Regions from separate parts of the Gasterosteus aculeatus genome. Here region 2 is linked to region 1. The links are chromatin contacts, called in public Hi-C maps. All regions are on one chromosome and are shown on one strand. The core of a region is the stretch at or near the end of the contact, and the rest is flanking DNA. Distances in the headings are between cores, read along the strand shown. Region 1 holds the start of fxyd6l (FXYD domain containing ion transport regulator 6 like). Region 2 overlaps st14 (ST14 transmembrane serine protease matriptase).

Region 1 (6,130 bases), core at 1,356-3,855:
ATACAAAGTCTAACAAATGCATTTTTGTCTTGTAGCTGCTTCCTGCCCGGCCCACAGTCACTATGAGGTGTGTGCCGACACCTGTGGAGGGAACTGTGCCAGCTTTATTTCCCCATTCACTTGTCCTGAAAGCTGCTTTGAAGGGTGCGAATGTGACGACGGCTTTGTTTTCAATGGCATCCAATGTGTTCCGCTGGATAACTGTGGATGTGTGCACAATGGCCACTATCTCATGGTAAAATATTTCATTTTACTTTTTCAGTCGACCATCTTAATATTTGAATATTTGAATCAACACTTTAATCGTCCATCTGGAAGTTGAACGACTGCTACGTGTTTCCAGGTGGGCCAAGCAGTCGTGGACCACGGCTGTGAGTCAAAGTGTATGTGCCAGGCCTCTGGGGTAGTGAAGTGCGAGAAGCTGTCATGTGCCAGCGGGGAGGTTTGTGGTGTAAGAGACGGCGTCCGAGGTTGCCACATCAAGCCAGGCCACTGCGGCGTCGGCCGAGACGGCCACCTCACCTCGTTTGACGGCGTATCTGGGGCCGTAGGAGCTCAGGGGGCGTTTGAGGTTGCGACTCTGTGTGACGAGACCGCGGAGCTGTGGTTCCGCGTGGTTGTGGATGTCAGGGTCTGTAGCAAAGGGGCGTCACCCACCGTCGCCACCGTGTACGTGTTCTTCAAGGAAACGGCCATCACAGTGAACAGCGAGCACGTGACTTGGGTGAGAAGAGCCGGATGAGATAACAGTGACAACTTTAATATCGAAACTTTTACTTCAATTCATTTGTTCTTATTTGTTTATATTCTTAATATCTTCCAGGTAAATGGCAGGAAAATGTCCCTTCCGAGCAAAGTGACCAAGGAGATATCTGTCCAACTCTCAGAGAAGACTGTGATCATCGAGAGGGGATCTGCTTTGCGGGTCACCTACTCGCTTTCGAAGGAGGTGACTGTCGTTGTTGACAGCAGCCTGTTCAGTAAAATGTGCGGCGCCTGTGGCAACTACAACAACATCTGCAAAGATGACATGAAGACGGCAGATGGGAAAATTGCCACTAATGTCACGGTGGTTATTGGCTCTTGGGCCGCTGGGGATTTTTCTAGATGGTGAGTATTTGAAACTATTTGCCCGGTGTAAAGTTTAAAGATGCACTGCTACAGTCATTGCCATGATAATGATCTTCTTCACTTCACGGTCTCATCACAGTGTTCCCCAACTCCCCATGTAAACTAACTGTTCTAATGGAATAACGGCTTGGCCTCCTCATCAAGGCTTTTAACCTTCAATTCTAGTTAGATTGGAAGTTTTAGTATTGAACTGTGTCTCTCCCTTTATTATGCAAACAGAAAACTTAATTTGACCACTAAAACAATCAAGTACAGATCAGCGAGAGACGGCACGCGGCTATGACCATTCAATGCTTCTGCTCTTAACAGCAAGAGCTAAACAAGGACTCCGCAGAGCCCTTTTAAAGGAATGAGAGTGTGGTTTTTAATTGCATTTGGTCCAATTTAATTAAGAAATGCCAAAGAAAACCCTAAGGTAATTACTGATTAAAAAGCAGGTGAGGCTGACAGGCACGGCCATCAAAATCTACCATGCTTGCAATCCAATCACTGCTTGTCATCCAAGGACACTTAAGACTCATCTGGGTGCAATATTAATCTGAGCTCTCGTCTTCAGTTCTGTGCTTTAGCCTAAAGTCAGTCCCCAAGAGAGTTGAGTTTGGTGCTTCCGCCAACATAGTTGTCTTTTCGCAGCGATATGTCACCGCCAGACCCTGAACAACGCAAGAAAATGCCCTCTGGTCAGAGCGGCTGCTGAGTGTTTTCATATGCTTTTGGAAATGCCATTTTCAGTGTTGCTTGTAAGCTCTGTTGTGCCTCAGTGATCATGTCTTTACTTTGCTCCAATGACCTTTGACTGCAATTTTTTTTTCTTTCATTTCAGCGGCCTGTAGAGATGTTGGCTCTGCGTTGATTGAAACCATCAGGTGTGAATAGAACCATGAGCTGATGTTCCCCCGTGATTGAAACAGCCGTACAAAGTGGCTCACATCTCTGCTTTCTACACTCATTAAACAAGACCAGGAATGTGGCTAAAGTGTTTCTCATACTCCAATATTTCAATGAAATGGTTTGGGTTGTTTACTGACTATCTTGTCCTCCATTGTTCGCTTTGGAATGGTGGAAAAACTCATTTCTAAAGCCATATCGCCACCTAGCGGAGGAGGAAATAGTAGCATCTGAAATGTACTTTACAAAATGTGTTTTTATCGCCGTTCCAACCAATAAATACTTTTCATTGCACTTTATGGCTATTTATTTACTTCTATAAGACCAGCACTGTCTGTATAACAGCCGAAATAAAAATAAAAATTATGGGTTATGTGTGTCCAGCGCAGCTTATGAGGGATAACTCCTGTTGCAAAAGAAAGCTTTTCGCACTAAAGGATCTTAATTAAAATAATAAAATATAGCATAACAACCAAACCACATAATGGACGGCACCCTGGATTTAGCAATGTGAATTCCCCAGATTGAGACGGGACTTGGGTGACGGGTGAGTGTGTGGTTGGGGGGGCCTGGAGGGGGTCTGCAGGGGGTTCTGGCAGTTTAAATGTGGGAGAGACCTTGGTCGGGCGGTTTTCTTGTAGCTGATAGAACTTTATCTCACTGGCAGCGCGCGCTGCTGTTTACGCGCTCACGTGTAAATTACACCACAGCGAAAGAAGCGCATCTGCACGTGTCTCTTATATTTGGCTGTTTGGGGGAAAGAATGAGCATGATTTACAGTTAATTATGAAATCATGTTTTATTATTGATGCGGGAACCACATCTCATGGGAGTAATAGCTCAGTTTAGCCTCCCTCCCTCCCTCTCTCCCTCTCTCCCGCTCTCTCTCTCTTTCTCTCTCTCTCTCTCTGTCTCCTTCTCTCCCTCATATATTCCTGGAGGAAAAGACCAAGGAGGAAGGAAGTTGAACTCGGGGTAAGCGAGTAGTGCTGGTAAATCACTGTGCAGTCACTGCCTTTTATTGTATTTGCACGTCAATATTGAATCAATTGGCTGAAGTAAAAAAGGGAAATTTTGTTTACAAAGTTCGACTCCGCGGACGCAGAGAAACTCACGAGCTTTGAAGCCGATACACGGTAAGTTGATTTAAATGTACAAACGTATACTCTGAAATGATACTTTTACATTAATACAATTACGCCTTTAATTACGAGCTTAATCACCTTAAAGTCGGTGGCTTAAACTTCCAAAACGCATTCGTGCACACGAGGTTTTGTCTCTCAAAGCGTTTCTCCCTTTTTGTTTGTCCAACTTTGTGTCCAACCAAATTCCTCCGTGTCCTTCTATTTTACACGTGGCCACGTAGCCAATCGCTTTTGTTGTTGTTTGTCATTTACTGCTGTGGCATCTAGTGTGAAAAGTCTCTCGCCAAAGGGTTGGAAATTAGTTGTTGTTGGAGAGCTGGAGTTTAGTTTAACACTTTTGACGCTGTTCATCACGAAAATTGTGTCAAACAACAACGCGCATTAATCTTTATCGCGTGAATTGGCGAGAATATAAAACGTGAAGTTTAAATTCTCTGAATAGCTCATGCGAGTATTTAGTGTGAATGGACTCGCCTGTGACTGTAAATGTAAGCAACCTTTTATAATTTTATTTCCGACTTTCCACGTTAATCTCACTTAATTAGAAAGCATGGTAACTTTTAACGTGCTGCTTCACAGGCATCTTTCTTGTCTCCCCATTCTATCACCTCTACATCACTAACAAACAAGATTACTGGATTGTTTTTTGTTGGAAGAACCCTCCGTGTATTTGTTTGATTAAACCTGATTGGCGGCTCTTTGTTGTTAATCCTGCTCGCAGGGTTGAAGTGTTCATTTCTCCCCACTCCAGCTCCGTGTTCACACCCCCTCTCTTAGTGGTGCATGATTCCCCAGCAGTGCCACGGGCCAAGGGGGGGAACCTTGGCTCCGCCAACGTAGGCTTTGATCTTTGCAAAACATTTTATTTTCCGGGGCTTACATTTTTTTTTTTTCTTCTTGTAAGCGTGGAGCTAAAGCTGTGCATACCTCCACTGCATTCTGTTGTCGTGCCTCGGGACTCCATTGGTACAATGTGGCTGTGAAACGAACAGCTGCACTGGGGTGCTCTTGGTGCCGTGCAGCCAGTGGAGACTCGTGCTACTAATAGTGGATATGTGGAACCGCAACCTTTTAAACGTAAGGGTGTAAGAGAATCTCAGAGTTCCACGGATAGTTTATAGACAGAAAAACAGCCCGAGGAGCTTCATGTTCTATTTGTAAAGTGACCCGGCAAAACGGGTCCTGACCCACTAGCCAAATATATATATAATGCAACACGACACCGGCCCTGCCGCACACCTCTCAACTCTGCTGGAGGACTGAGGTGCTGAGCCTGAAATAGACCCTCTTTTCTTACCCCACGAGTCAGGAGGCCATGTTATGAAGAAACGTACCGGCGCGTCTGGCTGAGAGGGGGCTTTGTGTCTCCACCAGGCTATCAAATGATCGCTTTATTCAGATGCATTATGGGACACGTCACAGCTGGCGTTTTCGGAGCTTGACCTACACAAGGGACTTGAAATCAAGGCCATAACAACAACTCTCATTCCCTTAGACGCAAACAAACATATTGCTGAATAAAGGTTGGACCCGCTCGCTCTTCTGGACAGCAGCTATTCTCCACTAACCTTAACTGGCTGTTTGGTGGGTTTCTGAGAGGTATTAGCAGGTAATTGCGAAATATTTTTGCAACAGCCATCTCTCTGTTCTCAGCAAGGCTCTTTTAAGTAGCCAAGTTATTTCGCTCCATAGGGAGTCAGTGAGCTACAAAGTTTGTCTGTAAGTCGCGTAAAAAAACAAACAGCAAATGCCCACAAAAGTCAGCAGCTTTTTATGACTTCTACATATTGTTATTTACTTTTCTTCTCAGCAGGTTCAATGGATCCCGTGGTCTTGGTGGCGCTCTGCGCCTGGCTGGCCCCGGCACTCGGTGAGCATCCGCTTCACTAAACACTCGGCCGCTTAGCGCTGTTCCCTGTGTGACACGGAGCTGTGTGAGCGTTCCTCAGTTGCTTCCCCTTTCTGTACCGTGGGCTCTGTGTTTAAGATCCTCCCACTTAAAGCACTTGACGTGTCGGTATAACAAGGTCAGTGTTTTTGGCAGAAAGGTCTTGTAAAGTTTCTCTTTTTATTTCCACTCATCACTTGTTTGAACTTCCTGTGTTCTCTTTTTGGTCAAATGTGTATAGAACTTTTGATATTTTCCATTTTAAATCGTTTTATTTCAGGGTTTTGCGGCAAGAAGAAGCCATGTCAGAATAGTGTGACTGTTTCCATAAACTGGAGTTTGAAGGATCATTTATTTACACAGCTGCCATTTTTCCCATTGTTGATGTAGTTTTCTAGTGTAGATTTGTTTCTCTGTGTGAGTTGAACTCTGTTAAGCAGATTTTAGCAGAATTAATGTTTTTTTTTTTCCTCCACTTGGACTTTTAGGCCCGTTATAGTGTGACCTTGTTCTTGAAAGGGGAAATTAGTCAATAAGGGAACTTACACTTCAAGTCTACTGACATTTGGTGAACAGATCAGAAACTTACTGCGTTGAGCATCAGTTGTCAAAGTTTATACACAAGCACAGCTACGAGGACTGGCTGATATTTAAATGCTCTTCTAAGTCAGTTGAACATTTGAATGAAAAGCTACGAAAATAACTCCGGTTAAAATGTTCTTTAGCACAGATGGAATTATTTTAATATGATGTTCAATGTGCTTTTGCTGGTCACTTTATACAATTGTTTGCATTGGTTCTCCATCGCTACACAGAGTGTCTCTATTTATTCCGGTTGTTTTCTCGGTGAACAGAAGACCGTGTTGGTAAAAATGAAAGTTCGGTTATGTCTTGACTGAACAACATAACAATGCAACTGTTCAAATATATTCTTCTAACTACAGCATGTTTTAGAAAATAGATAACGCGTTTCCTCTGACTGAGACGCTGCCCACACAGTCTCACCACCGGTTTCGATAGAAGAACGGGTTCAAACTAGGTTCAGACCTTCTCGTTTCCCTCATCTGAAGCTTGTTCG
Region 2 (6,120 bases), core at 2,984-5,483, 170 kb before region 1:
ACTATTCGACTCACTGTACTACTTTAAAGGTACTAACTCTCATCTGGTTCTGTCCTCCAAGTTAAAGATGCTGATTCAATGGCCACTCTACAAAGACACGAGATCCCTTCAACGCAGCTCTTCAGTGGGCATATGAAGCTGGTTGATGTACCGTACAAAGAGCAGCTGGAGTATACCGACAGCAAGGAATTTGAGGATTTGGCAGACAATCTGGAGGCAATTGTGAGTTTGACTTTCAAAGTAGATGACGTCACTCTTCATTCCCTTTCGAACAGCTATATAGTTTTTTTTCTTAACTATTTTAGTAAATTGGTCCACGCGGTTCCCTGCGCTCAAGGATTGTTCCGTAGAGTACTTTAAAAAACGTTTTTAAATGGTTTTAGTAAAACTGGAAATGGCTTCATATCTGCTGTTTTTGAATTTTGTAACTTGATATTTCATTCCATGTCAACAAATCTCTCAGTCCGGAGAACCAGCCAGTTCCTCTCCCTCCACAACGTTATGCTTTTATCAGTAACTGTACAAATGAAACCTGCTCATCCTTTTCAGATGGCCCGTTTCCCATTTTTAGTGCTACCGTTTCAATAAAATCACCTGAAGTTAGATATGGGCGTACAAGTACATGCACAATGTGTGGTAGAGCCACAGAGTATGACTGCTTGTCTGAGACCGTTTGCAGCTGAATGCAAAACAGTTAATTGAGAATCTCATTGTTGTGTGCTTTCTGTGAATTGCATTTATTTATGTTAACAGGCTAATTAGTGCTTTTGTCTGTAGGCAGACAAGTGTAAGTCTTGAACATGTTCTTTTCAGTTGAAATACATCTTCTGTACACAGCTTAAAGAAACCTACAAGAGAGATCCACTCCTCGAAAAATATTACACCAAGTCTGTGGTCACGGCATTCAGGTAATGTGAGATCTCCATTTCTGCTACATGGACCTCTTCATGGCCTTCCTCCCTTCACACAATATGTCCATTTCTTTCTTACCCCTACTTGCACCAGTGAGGGTGTGATAGCCTACTATTGGTCCCAGTTTGATATTCCAGTCGAAGACCTGTCGGTGGTGCCCCAGTTCTCGGAGGAGCGTGTGTTGGAGACCCTGGAGAACGGCCTAAAGATGCAGCGCAGCATGGCGGGCACCGGTAGTATCCAGATCCGTGAGGTCACTGCCTCATGTAAGTACCACCCGGGCCAAGGTGGGGGGGTCACAACAAGGGGCCAAAAGATGAGGACAACCAGCCGTTAGCTGCTGGCTTTAGAATATGACAATTTAACAAAGATTGAATTCAAAGGGTTACGTATATTTTCGCCATTACAGTTCTAAATAAGACAATTGTTGCCTCCCATATGTATTGGTATTGTGTGCGCCTTCGGTTTGTATTAAAGGAGCTCGCTCTGAGTTGTGCTGATAGGATGACAGCAGATAAGCCGGACCTCTCTGCTTGTGCTGCATCTGAGCACATTTGATGCTCTTTGGATCCCCTAATGATATTGGCTGGGCTCTGGGCTGGCTTTAGACAGCCATTTTTCTTTCCCGTCCTCTCAGCATTCCCATTTGTCCACATTGTGGCCACCAGCCAAGTGCTGGTCCTGTGACTCTGTGGTCTCCCTCTTAAAATGATTTCCGTGATTAAAACGTGATGTTACTGCCCAGATGGTGCAAAGTGAGATGGTGCAGAGTGAGCTTCACACCATCGCCAGTTGTAGGGAAATTACACAGAAAATGTGCAACCCAAATATTTTTGGGCAGCCTGCTAACATCAGCCACCTCTGCCCCCTCCACTCCCCCCACCTTCCTCCACTCTCGCTGTCAGATACGGATCCACGCATGGCCAGGAACCCCAGAGACACTGGTGAGTACAGAATGTCCCATTTCAATCACTAATTTTAAAGCTGGCTGGCCGCTCACCATCCTGCCAGTCTGTAACGAATGGCTAGCTTGTACTGTACGTATGTCTGAGATTAAGGCCGCGGGAGCCAGTCACTATGTTGACACTTTTCTTTGACACTGCTGATTTCATGCCTTGGGACTGATTTAAAATACATTACCATCGTGGCCGTACTAGCCTTGCAGTAATGTGTGATCTATAAAGGATGGAAGAACCAGTGTTCAAATGTGTTATTTGTGATCCAGTCGTTGCTTTGCCAAATTAAGAATTGATTGTACACTATGTACTGAATCGCTACACATGCAGTCTATTTCTGAGGAAAACTGTTAGAACCAGTAGAAGAAGATGAAGAACATGAACGGATTTGAATTTGTGTGCTATAAACTGCTTTTGCTAAGTTACTCATATCTATGCTGACTGTATGATTTTAACAAATGTTGTTTTCCCCAGGCGAGTGTTTCTACCGTCTGGAGGCAACGGCAAAGACAAACACGTTTCTCTCACCTGGGTACCCTGAAGGCTACCCCCCCTGGTCTCGGTGTCAGTGGCAGATCCGAGCTTCGGAGGACCAGGCCGTGTTTGTCTCTTTCCCTTTTTTCGACATCGAGGATGACTGCGCCAACGATTTTGTCGCCATCTTTGACTCTTTAAGTCCAGATGACTCTCAGGCAATCACAGCGTGAGTCCGGGGACTGTGAACGTCCACCTGGTTTCAGGAAACGCATCGAATATGCGGGGGAGTGTTACTAATACGTCTCCTGAGACTTGCATGACTTTTTGCTCAGTGACAGTGATACATCATATTCTAATTGTTAAACCTTTGTAGCAGGGTTTGTTTTTGATAGTTGCTCAACCGACATTTGTTGCATTTAGCTTTAATGATCAGGGAGGGGCGGTATGATTCTGTAGTGGACAACCACTACTGAAATGTTGCAGAGGGATTTAGGAGTAAAGGCTTTTTCATGTGGGTGAAAAACATGTTCCAATTCATACCTTTTTCACTGGATTTGTGATTACATTTTTTTTGCAACTGACGCCTTTACACGCATCATATTTTATTAACTTTTAAGACCTTGGTGAGATTGAGTTGGCTCAAAAAGACCTCTGCTCTCAAATCTGTTGAGGGTGCCAACCTGAATCCTGCTGCGCTACTGTGTGTAATTGCACTTTGTCTACGGGGGTGGGTTATGATTCTGGAAACTAGTCTCCTGTCTGAAATCACAGCACTAGCTGCAGGCAATTTTAAACTCAAACCTTTACCAAACAAATATGCGTTCCCAAGCGGTGCATACATTCTTTATAAAGCTATTGAGCGATCAGCTTTATCCAAGGTGACTTGATGTTTATGAGAGCCATAATATAATACTCTATAATGACATTATTCTACAAGCGGTAGATGTATTACTGCTCTTGCAGCTTCATTTACACCTCCATTGCTCTGCCGCCAGCAACGTTGAAACTTTTGGCTAATATAACTGATGTTTGACTTTGAAACTCTGCCCAAGCAATGTGTATGTGGTGTTTGCACAATTCTTCTTCTCTGCTTGTGTATTGATTCATTTTTTTTTAAATTTGCTAAATTGATGTTTTACTGCTTTTGACTTAAGATGTTTTCTGCTGTATATTGGAGTTCCCTCGGTAAATAGTAAAGCTCAATCAGTGAACACATCAGACGTTCCGCGTGTGTTATGCTTGTATTTACTTTTTGCGAACACCTGACGGCTTCTTCCTTCTCTCTCACAGAAAGTGTGGTAAGAGACCCCCCTCCAATCCTCTGGCGGTGCTGTCATCCGGCAACATTATGCTGATTAATTTCATTACTAAAGCCAATCACCAGAGGAGTGGCTTCGAGGCCACTTATTCAGCCATCCCAATGTCTCAAGGTAGTTACCAGTCGTGGAGCACACTATCATTATATATTACATATTTTATCTATGTTGGCGTTCCTTTTTATTAATCTAGTTATGTGTATATTTAAACTCATTAAATAATTCCAATGTGTCATGCTCAAGTGTGAATGTTTGCTGTTTTCTTTTTAGTTCAAACCTGTGGCGGTGTCCTCTCTGGTGCAGAAGGAAACTTCTCCTCCCCACTTCACCCCAGCTTCTATCCTCCTGCAGTGGATTGCAAGTGGACCATCAAGGTTTGCAACATTGCTTTTCCCCCCGCGCCCCTCCACCCGAAACCCCTCCTTCCCCATCCTCCGCTTGCCAACGAGAGGAATGCTGCGGCAGCACTAGAGAAGCCAAGCTGTAAAGTACCTCCTCTATCTTCGTCGGTCCGACTGCTGTTGCAGTTCTTTGTCTGTTGCTGGTGTGTCTGTAGTGTGCGCGTGTCCTCGTGCACGCGTTCACCCACGGCTTGTATGGGTGTGTTTCCAAACCTGTCGTCCTCCATTCACATGGGATACGGGTGCATGTCTTGGTCTGTAGCTGGAGGCGTGACGTGATGCTTGGTAAATAAGGTTGTTATGAACCAGCTCTTCCGCTGTGATGTAGGTCCCTGCAGGGAAAGAGGTCCGCCTGAAGTTCACCATGTTCCGCATGAAAGAGCCCGGAGTGGACATCCGTGTGTGTCACAAAGACTACGTGGAGGTTATGGGCACCAAGTAAGGCTTCAACTTATTTCACTGACAACCAACAGACTTGTTGGTCCAACTTCGACTCACCCTACTTGAATTGCCTTTTACTCTTGTAAGCATATTGCCATCATAGCGACTAGAATCGCAAAAAACACCATACACGTGAATATTCATATTGAACTTTGTTTTGCAGGTATTGTGGAGAACTGTCCTCTTTGGTTCTGACCAGCACCAACAGCAACCTCGACGTGATCTTCCACTCTGACGAGTCCTTCACTGACAAAGGCTTCAGTTGCATCTACAGCGCCTACGATCCTGCAGACCGTGAGTTGAAAGTCCTATTTTTTGCACCCATGTTTATGCGACGTGTTGCGTCGTTGTTGTGACACTCACAGCCTTCCTTTAACGGAGTTAGACGGAGGGATTAATTGCTCAGTTTGAGGGACTGAGACGGCAGCCTGTCTGAGAGTCGAATGAGCTGTTTAGTGATGTAGGCTCAGAAACTGCACCAGTGAAACTCGAGAGCTAATCACCAGGGAGCTTGTTTATTGGGTCCTTTTTTTTTTTTAGTTGCCACTGTCAGTCAGGAGCACACCCCTTTCAATACCCTCCGCTCTTTATGTCGTCTCCCACTTTGACCAAAATGGATTTATAATTGCTGTGATCAACAGGGACCAGCGTTGGCAACATGATGGATGTTGCAAACATACACTGTCACTCCCTCTTGGTCAATTTATCATCATCATATTTCTCTTTTTCTTTTTTTTTTTTGTCTTCTGCCCATTCTCTTTTCTGTTTTTGTGAGCAGCTTGCCCCAACAAATTTGCATGCGCCAGTGGCATCTGCATCAAGAAAGAACTGCACTGCGATGGCTGGAACGACTGTGGCGATTTGAGTGACGAAACGAAGTGCAGTAAGTTCCCCCCTCAACCCAACGGGCGCAGCCCCAAACTCCAATTCCTCATCCACTTTGCTCGATCCTCCTCGTCGCCCCTTAAAGGAATAGTTTCAAATTTCTGCAAATACTCCTATTTTCCATCTTGAGAGTGCTGAATCACGTGAAGCTCAATGGCACACTCATAACTTTACAGTAAGGCTTTGGACAGCAGCCAGTTAGCTTAGCGTGGGGACCAAACACCGGGCGAAATGACTATTCCTGGCTCTGTCTGGAGGTGTCGTGTATGTATGTGATAATAATCTATGGTTTGGCTGGGTCTGCTGATTTCTTGTCTTATTGTCATTATGAGGTGGCCAGACTGCAACAAGTTTCTTACTGAGAATGTAAAATATATTTATTTATTTACACAATCCCCTGTAAAACCACAACTTGTTTTCACGCTTTAGTTCCAGTACTAATTACAGAAACTAGGTAAAATTTTGTAATTATTGTAATTGTGTCGAGGCAGGCTAAGCCAACTCGCTGCTGGCTGTACTCTCGCATTTATTGTCCCACACAAATTAGAGTGGTATTGATCATCTCATTCAACTCTCTGCATGAAAGCGAAAAAGCATTTTTCACAAAATATCTGCCAAATTCTTTGGGGGTCCAATCATTACCTTCTAATAGTTATCTTTTGAACCACTGGTTTAAAGTATAGTCAGAGTTGATAAATGTGCGCCTTTCCAGTCACTCATGTACCTTCTCCT

Evidence for each region. A called contact is a pair of places that touch in the nucleus more often than the background predicts.
Region 2: a contact with region 1 is called in a Hi-C map of tail fin, with 3 times the contacts expected there. The contact joins the enhancer-like site here to the promoter of fxyd6l in region 1. A contact is called at or near these places in 2 of 6 Hi-C or Micro-C datasets (skeletal muscle and tail fin).

The regions. Positions count from the first base shown.
Region 1 is chr20:10,889,907-10,896,036 of fGasAcu3.hap1.1, reverse strand. fxyd6l (FXYD domain containing ion transport regulator 6 like) reads left to right here and starts at 2,605. Exons shown (of 10, transcript XM_040165453.2): 1 at 2,605-2,994; 2 at 3,106-3,155; 3 at 4,975-5,034. The coding sequence starts at 2,828. fcgbp (Fc gamma binding protein) reads left to right here. Exons shown (of 22, transcript XM_040166081.2): 19 at 36-235; 20 at 344-724; 21 at 824-1,110; 22 at 1,955-2,313. The coding sequence ends at 1,964.
Region 2 is chr20:11,058,379-11,064,498 of fGasAcu3.hap1.1, reverse strand. It overlaps st14 (ST14 transmembrane serine protease matriptase), which reads left to right. Exons shown (of 19, transcript XM_040166282.2): 3 at 62-222; 4 at 838-908; 5 at 1,006-1,178; 6 at 1,818-1,856; 7 at 2,343-2,571; 8 at 3,636-3,775; 9 at 3,932-4,035; 10 at 4,391-4,500; 11 at 4,667-4,797; 12 at 5,282-5,386. Among protein-coding and RNA genes, the nearest start is that of st14, 9.4 kb to the left of the region's middle. Within about 2 kb of position 4,233, at least 2 of the 9 cell types and tissues checked have open chromatin away from gene starts, as enhancers often do.